Linked DNA regions of Mus musculus: region 2 is linked to region 1. Evidence: chromatin contacts called from public promoter capture Hi-C data. All regions are on one chromosome and are shown on one strand. Each heading gives the region's core, a stretch centred on a gene start, on an enhancer-like site or on the middle of the called end of the contact. The rest is flanking DNA. Distances are from core to core; before and after follow the strand shown.

The links. Promoter capture Hi-C pulls out the DNA fragments that hold promoters and counts their contacts.
Region 2: a promoter capture Hi-C map of liver shows a contact between it and region 1, with 2.8 times the contacts expected there. The contact joins the promoter of Tbc1d10b here to the promoter of Phkg2 in region 1. A contact is called at or near these places in 6 of 39 promoter capture datasets (the C10 cell line, cranial neural crest, hippocampal neurons and 3 more), 1 of 484 Hi-C or Micro-C datasets (natural killer cells), 8 of 115 datasets of contacts at active chromatin or transcription factors (bone marrow-derived macrophages, double positive thymocytes, effector CD8 T cells and 4 more) and 4 of 9 other capture datasets (adipose tissue, liver, macrophages and 1 more).

The regions. Positions count from the first base shown.
Region 1 is chr7:127,570,797-127,575,171 of GRCm38.p6, reverse strand. Phkg2 (phosphorylase kinase, gamma 2 (testis)) reads right to left here and starts at 1,824. Exons shown (of 10, transcript NM_026888.3): 1 at 1,716-1,824; 2 at 1,206-1,318. The coding sequence starts at 1,300.
Region 2 is chr7:127,206,669-127,211,043 of GRCm38.p6, reverse strand. Tbc1d10b (TBC1 domain family, member 10b) reads left to right here and starts at 2,576. Exons shown (of 9, transcript NM_144522.5): 1 at 2,576-3,594. The coding sequence starts at 2,681. It also overlaps a transcript of Mylpf not described here.

The DNA.
Region 1 (4,375 bases), core at 575-3,074:
GGCGTCACCATCACCAGCCCTTCCCTATCTCTACATAAAGGCCAGAAAGAGCTTTTTAAATTTCTAAGTGTTTTAAGTGCCACCACAAGTGTCCTAACACAATTCCCCAACTCACACCAAATGCACAGCAGACTAGAAGGTGGGCTCTGCTTTTACCCTCGTTAACCCAAGCGCAGAGAGTAAGCGCCCTGCTCACAAGCACGCTCCACGTCATGGTACCGCTCTGAAAGCGTCCGCATCATGGCCTAAAGCCCCATTTTCCTCACTTCCTTTCTTGTCTTTCCCCACTCTGTCTATGGTCTAGCCACTGCCTTGAGCCCTGCACTAACTGCCCCCTCTAAATGAGAAGACACCCCCCCCCCCCAGCCTATTCTCACACTTTATGTCTCAGCTCAAGTCCTCGGAGCTGAGAATGTGGCTCTGTAGTAAAGCACTGTCTCTTAGGATGGGGCCCTGAGTTTAATCCCCAGCACCATGAACAACCAAACACCCCTCCCCCAACCCTCCTGTCATTTTCTTAGAAGTCTCCTAAAGCCCCTCCTCTGTGGAGACCCCGTTGATTGAATCCTACTGCCTACTTATTTTTTCCCCTAACGCTCCTTTCGACCTTTATCTTTTTTTCATTATGTAAAGATAGAAACATTTCCAAGACAGAAACTTCCTCAGGGTTCCTGTTCTGTCACTCCCTCACCCGGTGTTCTTGGTGCTTAACACAACATAACCAATACACTATGCTTCTGAAACTAAACCATAAAGCATCTGTGGTGGCGATCACAGTAGCAATCCCTGCTCCCCTCCCCGACAGGGTTTCTCTGTGTAGTCCTGGCTGTCCTTGAACTTCCTCTGTAAACCAGGCTGGTGTCAACTCAACAGAGATTCACCTGCCTCTGCTGGGATCAAAAGCATTCACCACCACCGCCCAGCTCCAAGCATCTTTTCTACAGACCCCTACTTCTCGAACTAGATACCTTTGAAATGCTCACGTGATGGGTATTTTCTACCTTCCCGTTGTCTGGACCACAAACAATTGTTGACAATATAGATGAATAGAGGAAAAAATGCGGGTTAACTCGGAATACTAGCCAAGTCACTAACTGTTTTCCACTGTCCACTTCCTAACTATCCAGTCTTCAGAAGGAAGCCTTATTTCCTGGCTGGGAGCTGACTACACTGGGCCGGTGTATGCTTCAGCTGTGAAGGCTCACCTGCCAATGATGTCCTTAGGGTCGTACTTCTGGTAAAACTCTTTGGCCGCAGCCCAGTCAGGGAGTTCATCCTCCGGCCCCACGTCCAACGTCATTCTGAGGGATGTGGGGGCCTGGGAGGAGGAAACGGAGGGCAGTGAGGGCAAGGAGGCCCACAGGTTCTGAGAGGATGCACATCGTGGCTCCCGGGGGCGCAGCACCTGCGGCTGGGGCGCCAGGGTCCTGGGGGTTGGGGGTGGGGTAGGGGAAGGATCAGGACCGGGGAGACCACAACGAAGGGCCTAGGGGGGAGGGAGGGAAGCAGGGCAGGGAAGAGGATAGGGAAGGGCGGGAGGGGGGAAAGGTGGCTCGGAAGAAGGGGGAAATGGCACAAGTGCGGGCGGCTGTTACCGCGCAAGCGCACTTGGCGTCCACTGGGAGGGGCGCGGGGGTCTCGAGCAGGATGACCCGTGCGAGCGGGGAGGGGGAAGGGAGGGTGGGGGGAGGGGGGTGAGGAGGGAACAGTCTAACCTGCGCAAAGACCCTCAGCTGCTTGGTTTATGTTTGTTCCTTTGCTTTAACCTGTAAGGCTCCCACAGCGACCTAAGGCACCGCCCCCATCATTGCAGCCAATGGCCCCTGCTGTTTGAGAACTAGGGATTAGAAACCCTCCGATTGGAAAATGGCAGTCCAATAGGAAGACGGGATTCCAGGGCGGACAAGGCCGTTGGCGCTAGAAGTCCCCAAAAGGTCTCCACCATGAGGAGGAGCCTGAAAAACAGCCAATCAACATGTAGCACTTGCTTTTCTCTCCTGGTGCTGCTGGTCTGTAAAGAGACACGGAAGTTAGGTTACCGGAAATGTGATGTCTCCGCACTACCTCACCGTGCCCTCGGACAAGGCCCTTTTAGTTTCCTTCTGGAATCCTCATTTATTATAGTAAGAGCCTGTTCCAAAATTCCTTTTTTTGTGGAAACCTGCGTGTAGACAAGTGTGGTCATGCACGCTTAATCCCAGCACTAGGAGGCGAGGCAGGCAGATGGATCTCTTGAGATGGAGGCCAGCATGGTCTACAAAGTGAGTTCCAGGACCGGCAGGGCTGTTTATACAGAGAAACTGTTTTGAGAAACACAACAAAACAAAATGCATATGCAGCTTGGCCGTTTGGTCCTGACTAGAGCTTTCAGGATAGTGTCCATCATCCTGGGGTCACAGACTCCTACCGTCTTGCTCCCAGACCCTCCTGCATTAAGTACACAAGGTTGTTAAGGTCCTGCCTAGAGTAATTCCAAAGCCAGACATATCCTAAAACCAAGGTTCTGGAGTAACAGCAAAGAAAAAAGCAAATCCTCAAGGTTACAGTCCAGCAAAAGAGAAATGATAATTTTTGTTTTTTTAGACGGTGTCTCACTATGTAGCCCTTGTTAGTCAGGGATTCGTTGTGTATCCCAGGCTGGGGTGGAACTCCAAAGATCAGTCAGTTTGAGTGCTGGGATTTAAGGCTCAGGACGCCTAGATTACAGCATGATTTTCTAACAGCTTTTTCTATAAGGAAACCAAGTAATTTAGTGTTTTTGCTTTCTGTCACTGTAGAGCCTTTCCTCATCAAGCTTAACTTTAACAACTTGCAAAAATAGTTTTGAACTTTCCTAAGTAGGTTTGTTGTTGGTACACAGGGGATAATTATTCTGAAATTAGTCAAAATAATGTATTCATATAATTAGGAACCGAAGAGTCTTCCTATGAGAATATGAAATCTGGAACTAGAGGAAGAACTACAGGTAAAATTTGGGCAATGGTGAAAAACAGATTAAAAAATAATTTTATATTTTCCAGTATTGATTTCTAAAAGGACCCCCAAAACAGAAGCTAGTATAAAGTCTAAATGCTGATTTCTCTTGGTTGCAAACAAAGGAACCAGGGATCTTTGGGAAATGACCAAGGACAACAATAATGTGTCAGGAATCACAACCTGAGCCTCCCGATATTCCATTTAACTCACAGACTTTAAGTAGGTGGGGTTTACTGCATGTTCATTATACTTGACTAGAACATATTTTAAAGATGACAGCAGGACTTGGGATAGAGCTTAGCTATTGAATGCTTGCCCAGCAGGAACAAGGCCAAGCAGAACTCCAAGCGCTGAAAAGAGAGAGAGAGAGAGAGAGAGAGAGAGAGAGAGAGAGAGAGATGGGTATAAAAATTGAGAAAGTATATAAATTATTCACCTGATGAATAAAGGAGAAACAGTGATTTTCGGTGATGCAGCTGCTTTTGAGTCACTATGCTCCTATATAAAACCAAATAAACTCAGTGGTTAGTGACTTTCTTTGGCCTTCAGTATGCCCTATCTGGGATGAATAAGTGTTTGTTCACATCTTTCCAGTAAAGTCAAACAAAGCAATTGGCATATGAACAGGAACCCACAAACCCAACAGTTAGCTGGGAGATGCGGTTCCATGTCCCTACTATGGGGACGAGACATACTTCTGAAATGGTCTCAGTATAGCATCTGCAGGGGCAAGGGCTATCCGGATGATTACTGTGCCCCAGTGTGGTAGGAAATATTGTGCCACCTTGCTGTCCAGGCAGATGCATGTTTCCTGCAATGAATAAGAAGTGCAATCAAAGCTCAGAATTCTGAAAGAACAGCATTTTTGAGAGAGAAAACTTCAGAGTGATCCAGCTGTCATCTCATTTGTTGTAGGGTAGCATGTCTCCTTGCTGAATGGGGTCTGCCACAAGTATGGGGACACTCCAAAATGGCTGATGGGCTAGAAAATATTACACCCCTCAAATTGTCGTGTTTGATGGGATGGTAAGTGGGCTGTGGTGGCAGTCCTGTGGTCTTCTCTGTGGGTAGTAAGACATGGCCAAGGCTCAGAAGAACTTGTTCGTGTAAAGAGGTATTACAAGGAGGCAAAGATAAGTAAATATTTCCTTCCATATTAGTTTCTGACTTGACAGGAAATGTGAGAAACTGGAAGATGATGTATATATTGGCTTGCTATTTTTCAGAGCAAGCAAGATGGAAAAGAGTACAAACTAGTTCCTTATAGTCCTCTTGAGTTCCAAAAACCTAAGGTTCATAGGAGAACTTTGAAAGCAAAGAGGGAGAGAAGCAGAAGAGACTCCCCGACCTTTAATACAGAAAATGGGGAAAATCCATTAATTCAGCATATAGATGGGGG
Region 2 (4,375 bases), core at 1,327-3,826, 360 kb after region 1:
TTTTTTTTTTTTTTTGGTTTTTTTGAGACAGGGTTTCTCTATATAGTCCTGGCTGTCCTGGAACTCACTCTGTACACCAGGCTGGCCTTGAACTCAGAAATCCACCTGCCTCTGCCTCCCAAGTGCTGGGATTAAAGGCGTGCGCCACCACGCCCTGCAAGGTTTAGGCTTCTTGCTGGACCTCAGAGAAAACACAGAGGCCCCAGCCATCCTCTCCCAGGTAGCATAACCAGTATCTTTTCCTTTCTGGGAAAATGCTAGCTTGGCTGATGTTGTGACTTTCATAATGTTCTGGGCCTCAGTGGCCCATACTGATCCATGCAGTGGGAATCTAGGGAAACCGCAGTATAGGAACCCCAGGCTGGCAATGGTACGCATCTCCTCCTGCTCCCTTTAGGACCTGATGTCCTGAGGAATGTGTTCCCTCCCTTGCCCTCCTCCAGTCCATGCCAATGCCACTAAGACATTTTCTTTTCTGGGCACTGGGGCCCAGCCACCTGTTGTCTCTAAGAAGAGAGAAGGAGCCACCCTAAACTTAGCAGCTGCCCTTGGCCTTCGCACAGCCCCTCCCGGCTTTAGTTGGCAGCTGTTTTGCCTTATATGGGTACCACATATGGGTACCACGGAGGGGGCTACGTCATGCAGGAGCCCACTCATTAGTGCATTCTGGGAGGTGAGAAAGACTCCAAAAAGGGAATGGGATTTGTGGACTTCTCAGTAAACTTGAATCAAAGGGGAAGATGGAGAAGTTATGAAAAGAAGATCTGACAGGTCCTCACCGGGTCCGGGTCAGAGCTGGAAGCGGGAAAGTAAGCTGACAAGACTAAGGAGCTTCAAAAGACAGAAAGGGATAGGGACATTGAGAGCTAGGTCTCACTAGGATTTTGAGAGTGGCCTTATGGATTTGGTAGTCCACTCATCCTGGGGCTCAAGAGAATGAGAACAGAGGAAGCAGTGTTTAGAAGTGGGAAGGTTCCTGGTTCAGCGGTGGCCTTTAGTCTCAGAACTCAGGAGACAGAGGCAGGCGGATCTCTGAGTTTGAGGCCAGCATGGTCTTCAGAGTGAGTTCCAGGACAGACGTGCAGGGCCACACAGAGACACTGTCTTGAAAATAAATAAATAAATAAATAAATAAAAAACAAAACAAAAAAAGAAGAATCTGGAAGGTTAGAACTCATAACGTCAGGTCTTGTAGTTAGTAGCTAATGAGTACTAAGAGAAGTGGATAACAATACGGCTTGGTTCTTGAATCCTTCAAAGAGGAGGGTTCATGGTATTGAGGATTCATGGATTTGGGTTCTGAGATGGGACCTCCACCCACAAGCCGGGAGAGTGAAGTAGTGCTCAGAGGATATGGGTTTCAGAAATTGCAGTGTTTGCGGCGGCGGGGTGGAGGTGGGGGGGGGGGGAGAAGCTGAGTTTGTACATGAGAACTTAGAGAAACCTGGTCTGAGTTCCTGCCTGAAATAGGGAATTGAGAGATGAGTCTTTCAGAGGACTGACTATAGTCTAACTAGACACATCGAGGTAGAGAGTACTGATGAGGGCACTGGGTTTGTGGTGCAGCTCAGGAGTTGAATGAACAGGGGCTCTTTTGGAAACCCAAGAAGGCCAGCGCGGCACTCTTATTGGCTAGGAGCCGCACCGATGCTCCAGGCTCTTCTCAGTGATGTCCCCAGTTGTCACCTCCTCTCGCGCTTGTCTCTGGTTGTCACTGACTATTCTTGCTCTGGCACCGCCTGCTGGCAGCATCCCTGGCCCTAGAAGCAGAGAATGTTATCTATTTCTACTCTTATGCAAAGTGGAGAAGGACAGTCATTGGCTAACAAGTTAATCACAAGTTAAGCCCGCCTCTCCCTGGTTGTCATTCCTTCCTGATCATCTCAGGAAGTCTAAGAATTTTTCGGCTCTTTCTATTGACTGCTGATGCTGTCATCACAGGAATAGACGTGACCGTCAGTCAATTTGACTGCCTAGCCCCCCTTTTTAATTTGGTTCCCTTTTCACCATTTCCATTGGCTAACAAGTTCCTAGTCCCTGCCTCTTACTGCCCAACACCAGCCTCATTCCCCGCCCTTCTGCGGTCACTCACTCTCTTCAGTTGTGTTTATTGGCCTGGATGCTCAGGATCTCTCTTTTCTATTGCTTGTTTTCTTCGTCCTGCCTCTGCCTTCTTCACTTCCTCTTTCTCGAGTACCCACCCTCTTCCCGCCTCTAACCCCACCCACCCTTCCATCGATTGGCAGGAACTCAGTTTTCTCTCTCCTATTATCCGTCCTGGTCTTATAGAGGGGGCGGGAGATTAAAAAAAAAAAAAAAAAAAAAAAAAGGAGGGGTGCGGGAGGGCCTTTCCTCGCGCAGGCGTAGTTCGCCGGGACAGTGGCTGCTCCTCCGCGTCTGCGCAGGCGCGACGTCGGCAGCCGGCCCCTCGCTGGGAGGGGGCGGCGCGAGCGCGCGAGTAGGGTGAGAGGCCGGGAGACCCCGGCGCGAGCGCCGTCGACCCTTGCCCCGCCTGCGCGCGCCGCCCGCCGCCTGCCGCCGGGTCCCGCCCCGCCCCCGGCGCGCGCCGAGCCGCGCCCTTCGCCCTCTCTGCAGCCCCGGCGGGCTGCTCCGGGCGGCCTGAGGGGCGGCGCCTTCTGCGGCCTCCCCGGCGGGGGGATGTGAGGGGCCGCCCGCAGCTATGGAGACGGGTCCGGCGCCCCTTGTGGCCCCGCCGCGCCGCCACGGCGCCCCCGCTGCCCCTTCGCCCCCGCCCCGGGGCTCCCGGGCCGGATCGCACTTAGTGGTGGAACCGGGACCGCCAGTGACTACAGCCACTTCGGCCCCAGTCGAATTGGTGGCCCCCGGGGAGGCTCGGCCCGCCTGCGTCCCAGGATCATCACAGACCTCGGCCTCTACACCCACGACAGCTACGAGCAGCACGGTAGTGATGCTGACCCTGGAGGCCTCACCCGAAGCCGCGAAGACGCAAGAGTTCCCCGCACCAGCGGCAGAAACAGGAGCCGAGACGTCGGTGGCTTTGGCTTTGGGGACAGACACTCAAAAGACGGAAGAGGTTCGAGCCTCTCCTGTCCCAGGACCAGGGACCCCCACTCGGACACCTTCCAGAATGGCGCCTGGAGCCCTGACTGCCAAACCCCCGCTTGCCCCCAAGCCGGGGACCACAGTGGCTTCAGGAGTGACTGCACGGGGTGGAGTAGGACAGGTGGCAGGTGGGCATGAAGCTGCGACCTCAGCATCAGCAGGGTCGGTGCCTGAGGACCCCTCAGGGCCTGTCACAGGCCCTCCCGGGACATGCGAGGCTCCGGCTCCGACTCCGGTGGCTGTGGTGACAGTGACCCCAGCTCCGGAGCCTGTTGAAAACTTTCAAGACCTGGGCTCCACGTCCAGTCTAGGACCTGGCATCTCGGGGCCTCGGGGTCAGGCCCCAGACACCCTGAGCTACTTGGACTCCGTGAGCCTCATGTCAGGGACCTTGGAGTCCTTGCCGGATGATGTGAGCTCCATGGGTTCAGACTCGGAGATAAATGGGATGGCCCTGCGCAAGACGGACAAGTATGGTTTCCTTGGGGGCAGCCAGTACTCAGGCAGCCTGTGAGTACACAGTGGGCACCCCGTGGGGGCTGCCTGGGGACGCGTAGGGGGAGGGGAGGGGCGGGGAGGGGATGCACCTGGCCAGCCCTGGCCCAGGGAGTCATTAGCAGGAGCTGCAGTGCCCAGAGCATCCTGGGGTTTCTATGACTTCAGAGCTGAGGACCAGGGATCAAGGCAGTCGTCTCGATTTAAGCCTAGACCTTGCCTAGGCCCGTGTCCTTGAGCTAGTGGTGTCCCTGTTTCTATGCCTCAGTTTCCTCTATGAAGAGAGGGATTGAATGAGCTGATACCTACTAAGCAGCTAAGATGCCAGCTGCTTGGTATGAAACTATTAACTAAAAAGGCCAGACATTCTGGAAAGTTGGTTGGGCGAGGATTCTGGCAGAAATCTTAGATCTCTGAGGGCAAGAGGGATGCCTTCAGAGTAGCAGTGGGTGTGGGGGGGTATCTGTAGGCAGAATAGTGGGGTGAGAAAGTCTGCTTGATGGAGGAGAGACCCTGAAGGCAGGGCTTTTGTGAGAGGGCAGTTTTGTATTTTCATTGAAGGGAAAGGGTGGGGGAGGCCTCTTCCCCATTTCCTCATCTCCCCTGCCCTAGTTGAGCTTTCCTAGTTCCTTCCAGGGAGGGGCCTGAGTCACTCCTAAGGTGGGGGTGAGTGTGATTAGCCTGACTTCTTCCTTCTCTCTCTGGAGCCTGGCCATTGCTTCTGTGCTCCCTAACCTGCTTGCTGGTCTGTACCTGGTTAGCTCAGCCTGGAGCATCGCCTGAGGACACTGCAGCC